4 separate regions of the Mus musculus genome follow, and all the other regions are linked to region 1. A link is a contact called in public HiChIP or PLAC-seq and promoter capture Hi-C data. All regions are on one chromosome and are shown on one strand. The core of a region is the stretch at or near the end of the contact, and the rest is flanking DNA. Distances in the headings are between cores, read along the strand shown. Region 1 holds the start of Zmat4 (zinc finger, matrin type 4). Region 2 overlaps Zmat4 (zinc finger, matrin type 4). Region 3 holds the start of Gins4 (GINS complex subunit 4 (Sld5 homolog)). Region 4 overlaps Zmat4 (zinc finger, matrin type 4).

Evidence for each region. Promoter capture Hi-C pulls out the DNA fragments that hold promoters and counts their contacts. HiChIP or PLAC-seq counts read pairs in DNA pulled down with a chosen protein or histone mark.
Region 2: a contact with region 1 is called in an H3K27ac HiChIP or PLAC-seq map of SST interneurons, with 3 times the contacts expected there. The contact joins the enhancer-like site here to the promoter of Zmat4 in region 1. A contact is called at or near these places in 2 of 484 Hi-C or Micro-C datasets (the C10 cell line and nephron progenitors), 2 of 115 datasets of contacts at active chromatin or transcription factors (SST interneurons and embryonic midbrain) and 1 of 9 other capture datasets (liver).
Region 3: a contact with region 1 is called in a promoter capture Hi-C map of embryonic stem cells, with 4 times the contacts expected there. The contact joins the promoter of Gins4 here to the promoter of Zmat4 in region 1. A contact is called at or near these places in 3 of 39 promoter capture datasets (embryonic stem cells, second pharyngeal arch cranial neural crest and stem cell-derived epiblast-like cells), 1 of 15 datasets of contacts at CTCF or cohesin (embryonic stem cells), 4 of 484 Hi-C or Micro-C datasets (all in embryonic stem cells) and 1 of 115 datasets of contacts at active chromatin or transcription factors (embryonic stem cells).
Region 4: an H3K27ac HiChIP or PLAC-seq map of VIP interneurons shows a contact between it and region 1, with 2.5 times the contacts expected there. The contact joins the enhancer-like site here to the promoter of Zmat4 in region 1. A contact is called at or near these places in 1 of 15 datasets of contacts at CTCF or cohesin (pro-B cells), 2 of 484 Hi-C or Micro-C datasets (the C10 cell line and nephron progenitors) and 3 of 115 datasets of contacts at active chromatin or transcription factors (VIP interneurons, embryonic midbrain and large pre-B cells).

What each region holds. Positions count from the first base shown.
Region 1 is chr8:23,668,240-23,671,410 of GRCm38.p6, forward strand. Zmat4 (zinc finger, matrin type 4) reads left to right here and starts at 1,422. Exons shown (of 7, transcript NM_177086.4): 1 at 1,422-1,562.
Region 2 is chr8:23,938,993-23,942,098 of GRCm38.p6, forward strand. The region is part of intron 5 of Zmat4 (zinc finger, matrin type 4); the gene reads left to right. Among named protein-coding and RNA genes, the nearest start is that of Gm51564, 100 kb to the right of the region's middle. Within about 2 kb of position 1,384, at least 3 of the 459 cell types and tissues checked have an H3K27ac peak or open chromatin away from gene starts, as enhancers often do. A contact at or near this core is called in SST interneurons, where this site is marked.
Region 3 is chr8:23,236,310-23,239,791 of GRCm38.p6, forward strand. It overlaps Gins4 (GINS complex subunit 4 (Sld5 homolog)), which reads right to left and starts at 1,359. Exons shown (of 8, transcript NM_024240.6): 1 at 1,161-1,359; 2 at 671-790. The coding sequence starts at 766. Gm39141 (a long non-coding RNA gene) reads left to right here and starts at 1,471. Exons shown (of 3, transcript XR_870246.2): 1 at 1,471-1,559.
Region 4 is chr8:23,955,042-23,958,417 of GRCm38.p6, forward strand. All of the region lies in intron 5 of Zmat4 (zinc finger, matrin type 4), which reads left to right. Among named protein-coding and RNA genes, the nearest start is that of Gm51564, 89 kb to the right of the region's middle. Within about 2 kb of position 1,875, at least 11 of the 459 cell types and tissues checked have an H3K27ac peak or open chromatin away from gene starts, as enhancers often do. A contact at or near this core is called in pro-B cells, where this site is marked.

The DNA.
Region 1 (3,171 bases), core at 172-2,671:
CAAGAGCCTAGCACACAGCATGCAGGTACATGCTCTGCCCATGAGCTGCTCAGAGCCTTGCACACAGCGGGCAGGTATTGCTAAGCTCTGCCCATGAGCTGCCCTCTGCCTTGAAACTAGATTTTCTAAGACTTTTCTTTCAGAGGTTCTCCTTAATCATTTTTCATAACAGAGTCTATATCACATCTTTCTACACGGTGAACAGACGTGAAAGTGGAAAAGAGTAAAACCCTTCTTACTTCTGAGAGTGAAGCTGAACATTTACCAGATGTAGGAGGAAGGTCGGCTCTTTCTTCTTCTTCTTCTTCTTCTTCTTCTTCTTCTTCTTCTTCTTCTTCTTCTTCTTCTTCTTCTTCTTCTTCTTCTTCTTCTTCTTCTTCTTCTTCTCCTTCTCCTCCTCCTCCTCCTCCTCCTCCTCCTCCTCCTCCTCCTCCATCCTCCTCCTCCCTCCTCCTTCTTCCTTCTCTTCCTCCTTCTCTTCCTTCTCCTCCTTCCCTTTTGGCTGATAATTTGTGAGACTGCAATTAACAGAAGGAAGTAGGATAGAATAATGAAACAAACAAACAAACAAACACCAGGCTCATGGCAGGTGCTTAGATCCAACGTGCCTGCTCATTTGGGCCTCCCCTGGTGACCCCTGGTGAGACATCCCAGACTTTTGTGGACTTTGGAAACAGCTCCTTCCAGACCTCAGGTAGAGTTCCAAGGGAACTTGGGACCTCGGGTTGGGGCAGTTTGTCGACCTTTAGGGAAAAGGATTAGGCACACGAACAAGACAAAGCATATAATATGCCCCCTGAACAATTTGAAATGACCTTCAGATGACCTCCAAGGTGTAAAAGCATCGTTCTGTTTTTTCAGCCCTGAACCTTGTTCTGCTTTCTGGAGCCTTCTGACACTAACAGAAACCCCCCATTATGATTCCCACAAGCCTCAGGAATATTTATCAACAAGGGGGAGAAATGAGGAAATAAGGCCAGATAATTGTTGCAATGGGCTTTGTTTTGTGGAAGTTAAAATGCTGGACTAAGAACCTCAGTTCATATTCTCTCTCTCTCTCTCTCTCTCTCTCTCTCTCTCTCTCTCTCTCTCTCTCTCTTCCTCTCTCTCTTTCTCCTCGCACCTCCCACCCCGGTCTCTTTCTCGCCCACCCCCACCTTTTTCGACTGTCCTCCCCTCCCTTCTCTGGACTCCCAGTTCTGCCCCCCCTCCCCCCTCGACACCTGGCGGGAGGAGAACCTTACAGGTTGTCAATGAAACATGGAATTATTTCCTTTGATGGCTTAGATAATAGTAGAAGCCAAAGCAATGAGTGAGGTCGGCCGAGACCAATGCAGTCCTGCCCGGGACTGGAGAGCCAATCACAAGAGCAGGAGGCGGGGCGTCGGCGCCAGCAGATAATTGCTAAGTGCATCGCTAGCACAGTTGGTCCGAGCTGCTGAAAGGTCTGGTCGCAGAGACAGGAACGCAGCATCCTCAGCGTGCTCCATCCCGGCAGTGTCTTCCTGCGCTCCGCCGGGCGGCGAGCCTCCGGACGACAGCCCCTCTGCTTCTCGGAGAAGGTACCTTTATCTGTGTCCCGGGAGAGGGGGCTGCTTCCGCTCTGTTTTCGCTCGGGCTTGCAGTTAGCACAGGTGGAGGATTGCAGAGAGAAGAGAAAAGTTTAAGGGGAGGAAAGGTGGCCAAGGCGGAGACCCACTGTCTTTTGTTGGGAGGAAAACAAACCTACAATTTGGGAAAACTTCTGCACCGCCAAGAGCAAGGCTTGTTTACTACTCTTAATTAGCTGCGCTCAGGTTCATGGAAATGGGTCTGATTTGGGGCTAGAGGACCTGCAGGGTTATGTGTAGACTTAGGTTTGCTGGGTGATGAGGCTGGACCCCGGATTGGCCGCTTCCTGGGCCAGAATGATGCTGTGACCATATCCATGAGCTGGCTCCAGAAGCAAGCTTGGTTTGATTGGATTTTCTGCCATCGGGTCTGCCCTATCCGCTATACCTTGACCTGCCTTGCTCAAACTACTGTGACCTTCAATTCCTGTCCGTCCTCAAACTTTTCTCAGCTTCTCCTGGGCTACTTTTGCCCTCTCCATCTCCATCGGTCTTCACTGGTGAAAACAGAAATGTCGTAGGGTGTAGGAGCCTGTCCTGTTTGACCCTGTGAGCATCTATCTGCGCATCACCCAACTTAGTGAAAAAGAAACCCTTGCCGTTGACAAAGAAAGTACTTCCTTGATCAGCTCCTGAACACCCTGGAACACTTTCTTGATTTGTTGTGTCCCGAAAAACATCAGGGATGGAGCTGAATTTTATCCCGGGGTGCTTTACACTCCCATCAAAGAGAGGCCCAGGTCTGAGGTCCTGGCCACTCTGAAAGAGAGGCTGGTGGGAGGGGAAGCCACTGGCTGCTAGTCAGCTTAGGTGCTCAGGTGCATCTGTTCAGGTAGATGGTGCTGCAGTCTCTGTCCACACTGCTTCTGATAGTTGATCTTCAAGTAGAAACGCTCACCGTGGCCCTTGGTTGGTTCTTTAACATTCCACATTGTTGGGACTACAAGGGACTCGCTTGCACCGAGACACACTTCCCACCCTGGAGACTGAGGTCAATCCTCTCTGTCAACTTTTGCTACAGGGCAGTGCAAGGTAAGTGGCCACTGAGAAAGTGGCTGTCCCCAGTGGGGGTGAAGGTGACGGACGTGGCCTTGGACTCCCTGCTTTAACACACAGGTAGTTCCCCGGTTTTGTGCCTGTCGACATAAGGCATGCAGTGGTGTGACATACCCGTGACATCCTCTGGAGTTTCCAGTCTCCAGGTGATATCACAAGTCCTTGGCATTTGGCGCATGCCCGGGGTTCAGGTGCATTTCCTCCGTTCGATTTCTGTCCCAGACTTAAACCGTTGTGGGAGTTCTGATAAGATTGTTCTGGAAGAGGTTCTCAGCAGTGCCTCACACACCCCTGTGACACTTATCCCCCCCCCCCCAACCCCATCCCGGCCTCTGAGGTGTGACAGCCTTTGATTCTTCTGCTCCGTGAGTCATTCCTGCTTACGAGCCCTATTTTCTTCACTACCACACACAACAGGTTCTCCTTCGCATCCTTAGAAAACTGTTTTTGGGTGGGAGCTGTGATTATGGAAGTTCTACTCCCAATGGTTGGAGAAATAGCTGTC
Region 2 (3,106 bases), core at 134-2,633, 270 kb after region 1:
TCTTCTCCTTTGGATCATCCACAGGGTGTAGATCCATAGCTTGCTGAGGGATTCCTACATGATTGTCCTCCCCCATGCTCCCACACTCTCCATCCTTCATCCCTCTCATGCAGTCAGAACCATGGCAATAGAGTGGATGACTTAAAGGTTTCCGGCACCACATACTTGACAAATATTACTGTGTCAACAAATGTGTGTCTTTATTATGTTTAATCAATTAGAACAAATACACTGGTTTCTCCCTTATACTAATATTTTCTATCTGTGAGAGCAGTGTGCAGTTTAACTAGTTAAGCATCAGCAGAAAATGGGACCTTTAGGCAGATAGGATAATTATAGAACGCAATTCTAAATTGAATAGTAGAAGCGCTGAAGCAAATACTTAGCTTAGATTACACCTGGTTATTTTTGCATTATTATTTTTAATGTGTTTTGACACCTTAGCTGCAGCATGTAGGCTTCCTCTGATCTTCAGAGCCCACCTTCTGGGTTAGACAATTAAGCTATTTAAACGTCTTACATCCTGTCATAATTGTTGGTAGAAATGAGGTAGGAAAATATTATGATGTAGAAGAGATAATTTCCTTCATTCATTCATGCATGCATTCATTCATTTGTTCATTCAAACTTACTAAGTCTCTATTATGGGCAAAAAAAAAAAATTGTGCCTAATGTTATAAGGGAATACTAGATTGTTTATGACTCATTCTTTAATCTGAAAAGATTTAAAGTGTAGAAAGGAAAAACAAAACAAAACCTGACACCATTATTGAAATAGAATGCAAGATAAAGGAAACAAGAGTTTAAAAGACCTTAATCAGAATGGTTTTGGAATTTTAAAAAGAGAAAATGATTACTTGCCATCTGAGGTGAGCACCAGGAATATAGAAGTTGGCGATGAGGTCATTTAGAGCAGAGATGAACACAAGTGAAGGGGCAGGGAGATGGGGCGAGCAGAGCATCACTAGGAGTGAAGATGGGCAGGCCATCTAGATGAAATCAGGCTAGGAAACTGTGGAGAACCTTGCCAAGCTGTTTGTCAGGCAAAGATGGACCCTTTCTGCCCACTATGGTCATGCCCTTAGTCACAAACTGATCCGTGTCATCTATACATTAGGACTACCCAGCAGCGAGTTCGCTTGATTGGGGTCAGGAGATTCCAAAGGCCAGGAGACCCAAATCGGATGGATCTATAACTCCACTGAGGGTCTGCAGGGTACTGAGGTGTGGTACAGAGGAGGAAGAAGAAGTGCTCCTTCATGTGCACTTTGTGTGCCCCATGCCATCTTCATGAAAATGAGCCAAAGAGTTGGGTTCTCTAAACCTACAGGAAGAAAAGATTTAATGAGGAGCATGAGTAATAACTTAAGATTTCTGTTCAGCCTCAAATCCAGCAAGAAATCTGCTTGATGAACAGTCACAGTGGCCTATTTACACACCGTGGGCCAATGCTTTTCTTATCTGGGGCAGGGTTTGTCCATTATTTTTCCTAATGATGCTAATAAACGTATTGCCGTCTAAAAAAAAAAGTGTGGGTAACTCTTCATCTTCGCTGACTTAAGTCCCAGAAAAAGACGAGCGTGAATTTTAAAATGGCTTCAGTTTGGCACATCTGCTGCCAGCCAAGTATCCACAAACTAATTAAACAGGAACTGGGAACTACGAGATTCCTAGTTTTTGATACAGATGTTGCATCATAAACAGCCCTGAACTGATCTGGAGAGCATCTTATTTTTGTGAGATGTTGACTAAGAAAACGCAAAAAGCAGCAAAAAAATCACACAGATGTGTCCCCAGCCATGTGACTCCCTTTAGGGGCCGGCTGGGGCCACATGGGGGAAGTTGTAAATATGACATAAAGCTGCTGAACAGTTATTCTTCCTTATTCAGAGCTCCAAGATGTTCACTGGTACCGCCTGGAGGCCCCCATTGTTTGTTTTAAGGTTAAGATCTAGGATGGTATTTTGCAGAAATGCAGTACAATATTTTCCTAAGGTTATGGGAGGATATAACTGTCATGTTTGACTCTTAAGTCATTGTGGCTGTCAGTGGCATGCTTTGTGACAAAATAAGAGCTATAGAAACATTAAAACTGAGAGCGAAACCTATCCTTGAACAAATGGGAAGCTATTCTGTTTGTGTATAAAATTATAACTTTAAGTTTATGCAGAAAATAATCTTCAGTATCTTTTATGTTAAATTTTCTGTAGATGGGCACAGTAGGTGAGATTCGATAACACCGATTGTGGTGTAAGAAACAAAGTTAAGATTTGCTCAAAGTGACAAGGGGAACTGGGAGTAATAGAGGCAGGAGAAACTGTGAACAGGATGTGTTGTATGACAGAAGAATAAATAAGTAAATAAACAGATTTTCTCCAAGTACAGCATACCTATTGAGATGCTCGTTAACTATATTATTTTGCTTAATACTTAATGAGCAAGTATTCACCATGTAATAAATACCATGACAAAGCCCAGAACATAAAGATGGCATTGCTCTAGCTTATAAAGCAGACTTACTTCTTCTCCCAATAAGTCTGCAACATTGTGGTTTCTGTGGCAAGTGGAATTATGTGATAAGTGCTCTTAAAACTTACATCCTTGAAGATGGTACCAAAAACTCTCCAGTATGTTTGCTCATGATGAGGAACAGAGGTGGGAGGGAGGGAGGGAGGAAAGGAGGAAGGGAGGGGAAGAGAGACACATAGTCAATTGTTGATTTCATGATCTACATCTTTTTTTGTCAGATATATTCTCCTACTGGTAATTATCATTTCATGAATTTTCCCTCTCAAAGTAGTGGCTAGTAGTAGTAGTTGGGAGAGAAGCATGGTGATAGATTTGGCCTGGAACCCTCATGTGGCTGTGTGTCCTGGACCAACAGTGTTGCTTCAAACACTGGGGAATCTAACACCGTATTTTCTTTGTTATTATGAGTCACCTGAAAGAATGGTGTTCATTATTCACTGAACACTTACATTTTCAGTGCTGCAGTGTTGTTGATCCTGTTCAGCACTGGAGAGGTACTAGTGCTCCAGGCATGATCCTTGAGCTCCGCCAACTTCTAAGCAGCCAGAGTACATATGCTAATGTGATTTAAATATTT
Region 3 (3,482 bases), core at 109-2,608, 430 kb before region 1:
CCCTATCTCAAAAACAAACTTAAAACAAACAAACAAAAAGCAAAAACAAAACCTAAAAAACCCCAAGCATGTTCAGAATTCCTAAACTACCCGAGGTTCATGAGAAGATATTATTGAAGGAGGAGGAGGAGGAGGAGGAGGAGGAAAAGAAGGAGGAGGGGAAGAAGAAGAAGAAGAAGAAGAAGAAGGAGAAGGAGAAGGAGAAGGAGAAAGAAGGAGAAGGAGAAGAAGAAGAAGAAGACGACGACGACAACAACAACTATGCAAGAAATAATCACTGCTATTATGACCAAAAGGGATGGCAATTTCTTGTTAGAGCAGATATCTTCCAATGGGGGAGGAAACAGAGGAAGAGACTACTATAGAGAAATGGCATGCTTCTCTACAGATCACACACATCTTTACGTCCTCAAAATAGCACAGCAGAGCATTGCTTTGTGAAACATTCTACTACATGTGTCCAAAGCCTACTTTTACTAGCCATCCTTGAAGACTGACAAGATGAGACTCCTAAAGAAGGCCCTGCTTTCTGGCTTCCTATTTTTATGCAGATGTTACAAACACTGCTCTTTGGAAACAAATCTTCTGTTTCCTTATTTTCTGAGCCGTGGTACTGCACACCTGGAGTAAGTTAAGAGCTAAGAACACGGGACATATTTGGGGTGCTTACCTGCTCCAGCTTTTCAATGAGCTCTGCAGGAGTTAGGACCATCTCCTCACTACCCCCATCAGAGTCCTGTCCGTGGAGATCCAGAACCTCCGTCATCGTTTCTCAACCGGGAACCTACACCTGAAAAATAAACCAACACCCTGAAAAGCTTCTCCCACTTACTTGCAAGAAAAGGCATTTAGGGACAAGTTTATTGGGGCTGAAGGGGGTGCACTGGCCAGGGATGGCGAAATCAGAGACTGATTTTTCAGTGTTGGGTTTAGTCCCTTGGTCGGTTTCTCTCCTAATCTTTCCCGCTGCATGGGCCTGGACCTGGGCAGATACCACACTAAACCGCAATGCTCCTTGTCGTCGCCAGGAGCAGCGTTTTGCCTCAGTGGCCCAGGAGCCCATTCGGTTCAAATGAGAAAAGTGCATCGTGTCAAGTGCTCGGCACATCGCGTCCTCAGCTGCAACTGACCCGGGGTCGCTTGGACACTCCAGCGCTCACCTCGCAGTTGGCACTCAAAGCGGCTACACGGCTCAGGGATCCCTCTTCCCTTCTCTCCTAGCCGGCACGCTCGGGGGACACCACGGACTGAGGCTCCCCGAGCGGTGGGCGCCGGAGATCGCGCGGAAAGCCCGCGGCCCACAGACCCGACCAGCAGCGGTACAGCTCCCGCGCTCCTTTCCCCAAACACAGCGTCGACAGGAAAACGTCTCCGCGCTGCGGGAGCACTAACCAATCAGGCCCAGGGGAAAGCGGACACACGCCCCTTGGCCCCGCCTACCCCGGGGCGGGCTCTTGCCGAGCTATAGAACATACTTCCGGAAGGCGGGGAAGGAGGCCGGGAGTGAAGTGCCGGGTGGCACCGTCTCGGGACGGCCACGTGGGGGCGTTCGGCTCACAGTAAGGAAACCAGGCAGCGCCGTCTTGTGGCGAATCGGTACAGGGCCCAGTTCCTTCCTTCCTTTAACATTTACTGTGTGTGGGTTGGTTCCATTGCCAAACCTGTTCACAGATTCATATATGTGTGTTGAAACTACATTTAAGAGACTCACTCCATTGTCCTTCCTTTACATTTTTTTTTTGCGCAGAGTTGTTCTCTAATGTTATTTGAGTTGTTCTTTTTGGTGATGAAAGAATGCCTACTGACTTTCTAGGATTCTACCTTTTTAGTGAGTGTGAATGCAATATACGCATGTGGTACATGCTCAGGTCACGATCGCATAGCAAGTGCTGTTACCCACTGAGCCCCCTTAAGATTATTTTTATAGATATATTTCCTTATTTTCATGTATGTTAGTATGTGTGCTTGCACATGAGTGTGGTGCCAGCTGAGGACAGAAGAATGCACTGGATCCTGATGGAGCTCATAACATGTGGTTATGAGCTGTTCCACATGGGTACCGACAACCAAACTCCAGTCCTCTGGTTTAGAGCAAGTGCTCTAAACCAATGAGCTATCTATCTCTCCAGCCCCTAGCCCCTTATATTTTTTAAGTGCCAAACTTCCTAATTAGCTTCAGAGATGGAATCAGATTGCAAATTTTTATAGTTTTATATACCTATAAATTATGCATCCTGACATATTACTACTTGAAAGAGTAAGAAATAACAGAGGATTGAGCCGGGTGTGGTGGCACAGGCCTCTAAGCCCAGCACTTGGGAGGCAGAGGCAGGTGGATTTCTGAGTTTGAGGCCAGCCTGGTCTACAGAGTGAGTTCCAGGACAGCCAAGGCTACACAGAGAAACCCTATCTCGAAAAACAAAAACAAAACCACAACAACAACAAAAAGAAATAACAGGACTAATAGAAAGTTATGGAAATTTGAATTTGTGGTAGCCTAAAGATTCTTGGTATTATACCTATTTTTTAAATTAAAATGATTTGTATAGATGGGAGCGGGGGAATGTGGTGCAGTGGTACAGTACAATCTTAGCATTTAACCTGGGTCCAGTCCCCAGCAACTAAGTAAAACAAAATCTCTTTCTACAGTTTATCACTGACGTACAAAAAATTTTCATTATTTATTTTTATTTGATACAGGGCCTCATCATGTAACTCTGACGAACCTGGAACTTGTTATGTAGAGCAGATTAGCCTCAAACTCATAAAGATCCACCCACCTCTGCCTCCTGGTGGCGTAAACATTTTAATATTCATCTGCTAACAGGATGCTTATATTTTGTTCCACATATCATTAGATTGATATTTTATTATCAAATAAGCATGGAACAGATAAAATAAATTACATCTGTAGAGTAGCCCAGAGTGATAAGAAATTAGCTTAGTGAGGTTGGTTATGAAGTTGTATTTTCTGAGACAAGAACCAGAAACCAGAAGCCTTGGCTGTTTGGTGTATTACAGCAGATTCTGTAGGCAGCTGTCATTCTAGAAACTGCTCCATCACAAGCTTCCGGCGTGACCTACAGAGAGTCCTGTGACTGCTTGAACTCACCCTGGGTGTTTGTCTATGAGAGGGGCTTGTCTTTGACTTTTACAGAAAGCGAGTAATACAGCTTTACCCTCAACACTGGGCCCTTCTTTACTTTCACTCACTTGTAAGTCAGGAAAGTTACTTTCCACACCTCTCCTTTCCTTTCTTTCCCTCTCCTTCTTTGTCTTTAACATTTCTAGGGGCGACAATCACTGCGGACAAGGCAATTTACAGACACATGCAAGGTGGTTTGCTCTACAGCCTGCCTCCACAACCCCTGCTAATCTAACTATGTTGTCCTGGATGGCCTTGAACTCACAGAGATCCGCTGCTTCTACTGGAATTAGCCACCATACCCAACATACAAGTTGTTTCGTGGGAGCATTACCTA
Region 4 (3,376 bases), core at 625-3,124, 290 kb after region 1:
ATATGTGGAAAGTGTTCTTTTGAATAAAGATAGTACTCCATAGTTACCAAGTACAGCTTTTAGGTTTGGTGGTGGTTTGAATATGCTTGGCCCAGGGAGTGGCACTATTAGGAGGTATGTCCTTGTTGGAGTAGGTGTGATCTTGTTGGAGGAAATGTGTCACTGTGGGTGTGGGCAATGAGACCCTCCCCCTAACCACATGGAAGCCAGTCTTCTCCTAGTGGCCTTCAGGTGAAGATGTAGAACTCTCAGTTATTCCTGTACCATGTCTGTGTGAATGTTGCTGTGCTCCTGCCTTGATGATGATGGACTGAACCTCTGAACCTTGAAGCCAGTCACAATTAAATGTTGTCCTTATAAGAGTTGCCTTGGTCATGGTGTCTGTTCACAGCGTAAAGTCCTAACTAAGACAGGTTTGGTCTCCTGTTTAAGCAGACAGGCCTATTTTTCTCAGATGTAGATCAGACACAGTAGTACTGATGTAATTTCATATTTCACTAAGATTGAGATATGTCCTAAGGTATGAATTATTCCTTTGTCCCACTCTGGAGTCACTTAAGTGGCCCTCAATGTTACCATATTGACTGTTGTGACGCCAAGTTGCTTGTATTCAAGAAACCCTTATTTAACACTTCATAATTGCCCCAATGGACAAAGATAGCAATGCAGGCAATTCAAGTATGCCAAAGAAATTTCATACAATACTTCGACTGAAAAGGAAAAACTTTCAACTTCACAGAGGGGTAAAAGAATCACATGGCCGTTTTGCAAAGATCTATACCAAGAATGATCCATCAAAGAAATTATATATAGAGAAGAAATTCTAGGCCTTTTTTCTTCACCTCAAACTTTAATGTGTGGTATATGCTTAAAATACAAAAACCACTAAATTTGAGGTTGTCCTTACAGAGAACAGATAGAATATATAGGGTTTGGTACAATATGTAGTTTCAAAAATCCACTGGGGCATCTTATAACCTATCCCTCCCACCTACCTACCCCCACAATGGTTAAAGAGAAGTGACTGTATTTGACTATCCTAATACCTTTGTTTTAGCATCATATTAAAATGTTTTCTTTCTTTACCTCTTACACAAACATAATGTTTCTAAAATACAACAGAAGCAATGACAACAACATAAAGACAAAACAAGGAACACAACCTTGCTAACTTGTGGTAAGTTGAGCCTCTTATCTAGAAAAGCTATCTTCTCCCTTTTTCCTCATCCAAAGGAGATCTAAGGAAAGGCAAGAATTTTATAGGGCTTGCAGGAGGAACAGTGCCCTGTCTGTTAGAACGGGCCATGCTCACTTATATCCATACAGCTCTGAAAACTATAACATGCAACCATATTTGAGGCACATTGTTTCCAATTACCTAAGGAAATATTTAAAAGATACCAGTTTTCTCATCTGTCTGAGCCCCATCCAGCCACCTATCTGATTTCATGTTCTACATATACTCTTTGAGAATATAGTTATCAAGATGAACATGCATAAGTTTTGTTTTTGTTGGAATGTCTTTGAAACTAACTTGAGTGGAAGTTAGTTAGAGTGAACTTCTTGGTGGCTTCAGAATTCCAATACATTCTAAAAGAAGCAATAGGGACCAGCATTCCCAGTCTGCCTACCCAGGTCCATCCCCAGAGACTAGAATAGAAAAAAGTTCAAATGCACACTGCCCTTCGACTCTGTTTTCATTTTAAAAGTGAAGGTCAGAAAAGGACACATGGTTATACCGTCTTCCATCAAGTAACAGCAAACGGGTGGCATTAACTTCCACAGAAGAAATGCAAATGCTTAGGTCAACACTATGACAGAATGCCCTAGTGGCAGAAAACCAGAGTCCCCCCGAGACTCTCTTGCTAACAGTTGCTCAACTGTTATTGGTCAGCCACATCTCTATCTCAGGGAGAACAGTTTGTTGAGACAGGAAATTCTCAAGATAGCCTGTTTTGCTTGAGCAAGCAGTTCTGAGAGGAGGTTGTAATTTCTCAAGAATGTCTTAATATCCACACACCTTCCACAGCATTCTCAACTTCCCTATACCTAAGTCCCTTGCTCATTCTTATACATGTCCCGATTGCTCCTTCCCTGTCACACAAAGTACATCCCAGGGGAAGGTGGATACCCCTTGCTGTGCTAATAAACAACCTCATCTGTTAGATCAGATTGTAGACTTATTTTTGTCTTCTGTTTCTTTACTCTGTGCTCTGAAATCTAATATTTTAGTGCTAAAACTCTGGACAATTCTGGGGCCCTGGTGATGATTGCTGTCACCTCCAAGCCCTTCTTCTGGGACAATATTGACTTTCTCATCATCTCTTTGTATTCTTGGAACCTGTGTCTTTGGGAGCACAGACACTCTCAAGGCTCACTATATCCGCTAATTAAGTCACCAACTGTGATGTAAGACCCCTGGAACTCATGGTCTCTGCATCGATGAACAGTGGCAAGTCCCATGGACAGAACCTCCGGTCTAAGGACTTCACTGGCACTATGAATAAATCCAGGTTGTCCTCCTGGGAGAGGAATGGAATTGTTTTTATTCTCCTTTTATTTTTTAAACCTCTCTTCTCTTACTCTTCTTCCTTCTCAGAACTCATTTGATCTCCAGATAAAGAGGCCATTCTGCATTTATCTCCACAGAGGTGCCCCATCACATGTTGGGAAAATCCTGAGTTCCTCACCATTGGTCCAAAGACTCCAGGAGTTTCTTATAAGGATCCTTTTGTCCTTTGACTTTTCTGGAGTCTATGAACTGGGGGACATTGGCTCCTAAATACCAGGCACAATTTTGGTCAATTCTACCAGAGGGATCTTTGGCAGTGTATCTGACATTTATTCCTGACTTTCTTCCAAACCCACCATGTGATTAAACTGTCCATTCCAAAGGACACATCTTTAGCCTGTCTCAGGGCTAATGTAAAAGATCCATTTGTTTAGCTTTCAGTTCAGATTTGGCCTAAGTATTCATTGGATAATGACCCCGGCTCGCCCAAATTTAAAATATTTGATTTCCATATCTTAAATGATTTAACCAGCTTCGTCAAACAAGATGGAGACAGGTCTGAAGTTCTTCTACATCCCCTGCTATTCCCAGTTTCAGGCCTCTTCTCTATCTCTGTTCTCTCTCACTTCATTTCTGTACTTTCCCTTTCTCCAGCCCAAATTTGCAGATGACATCTCCAAGCTCTCTCACATGCTCATCTGGCCGATAAACTCCCTTCCTATCAACGCAGGGCACATTAGCTGTGTTAGCAAATGTTCCTCTGCTATTTCAGCCCATGTACTGGCTCTGGATGAGACTCGGCCTTCCTACTTCAGGATTACATTTATTCTCCCATCCCTGGTCTTGGATCAGGCTGGTTCCCTG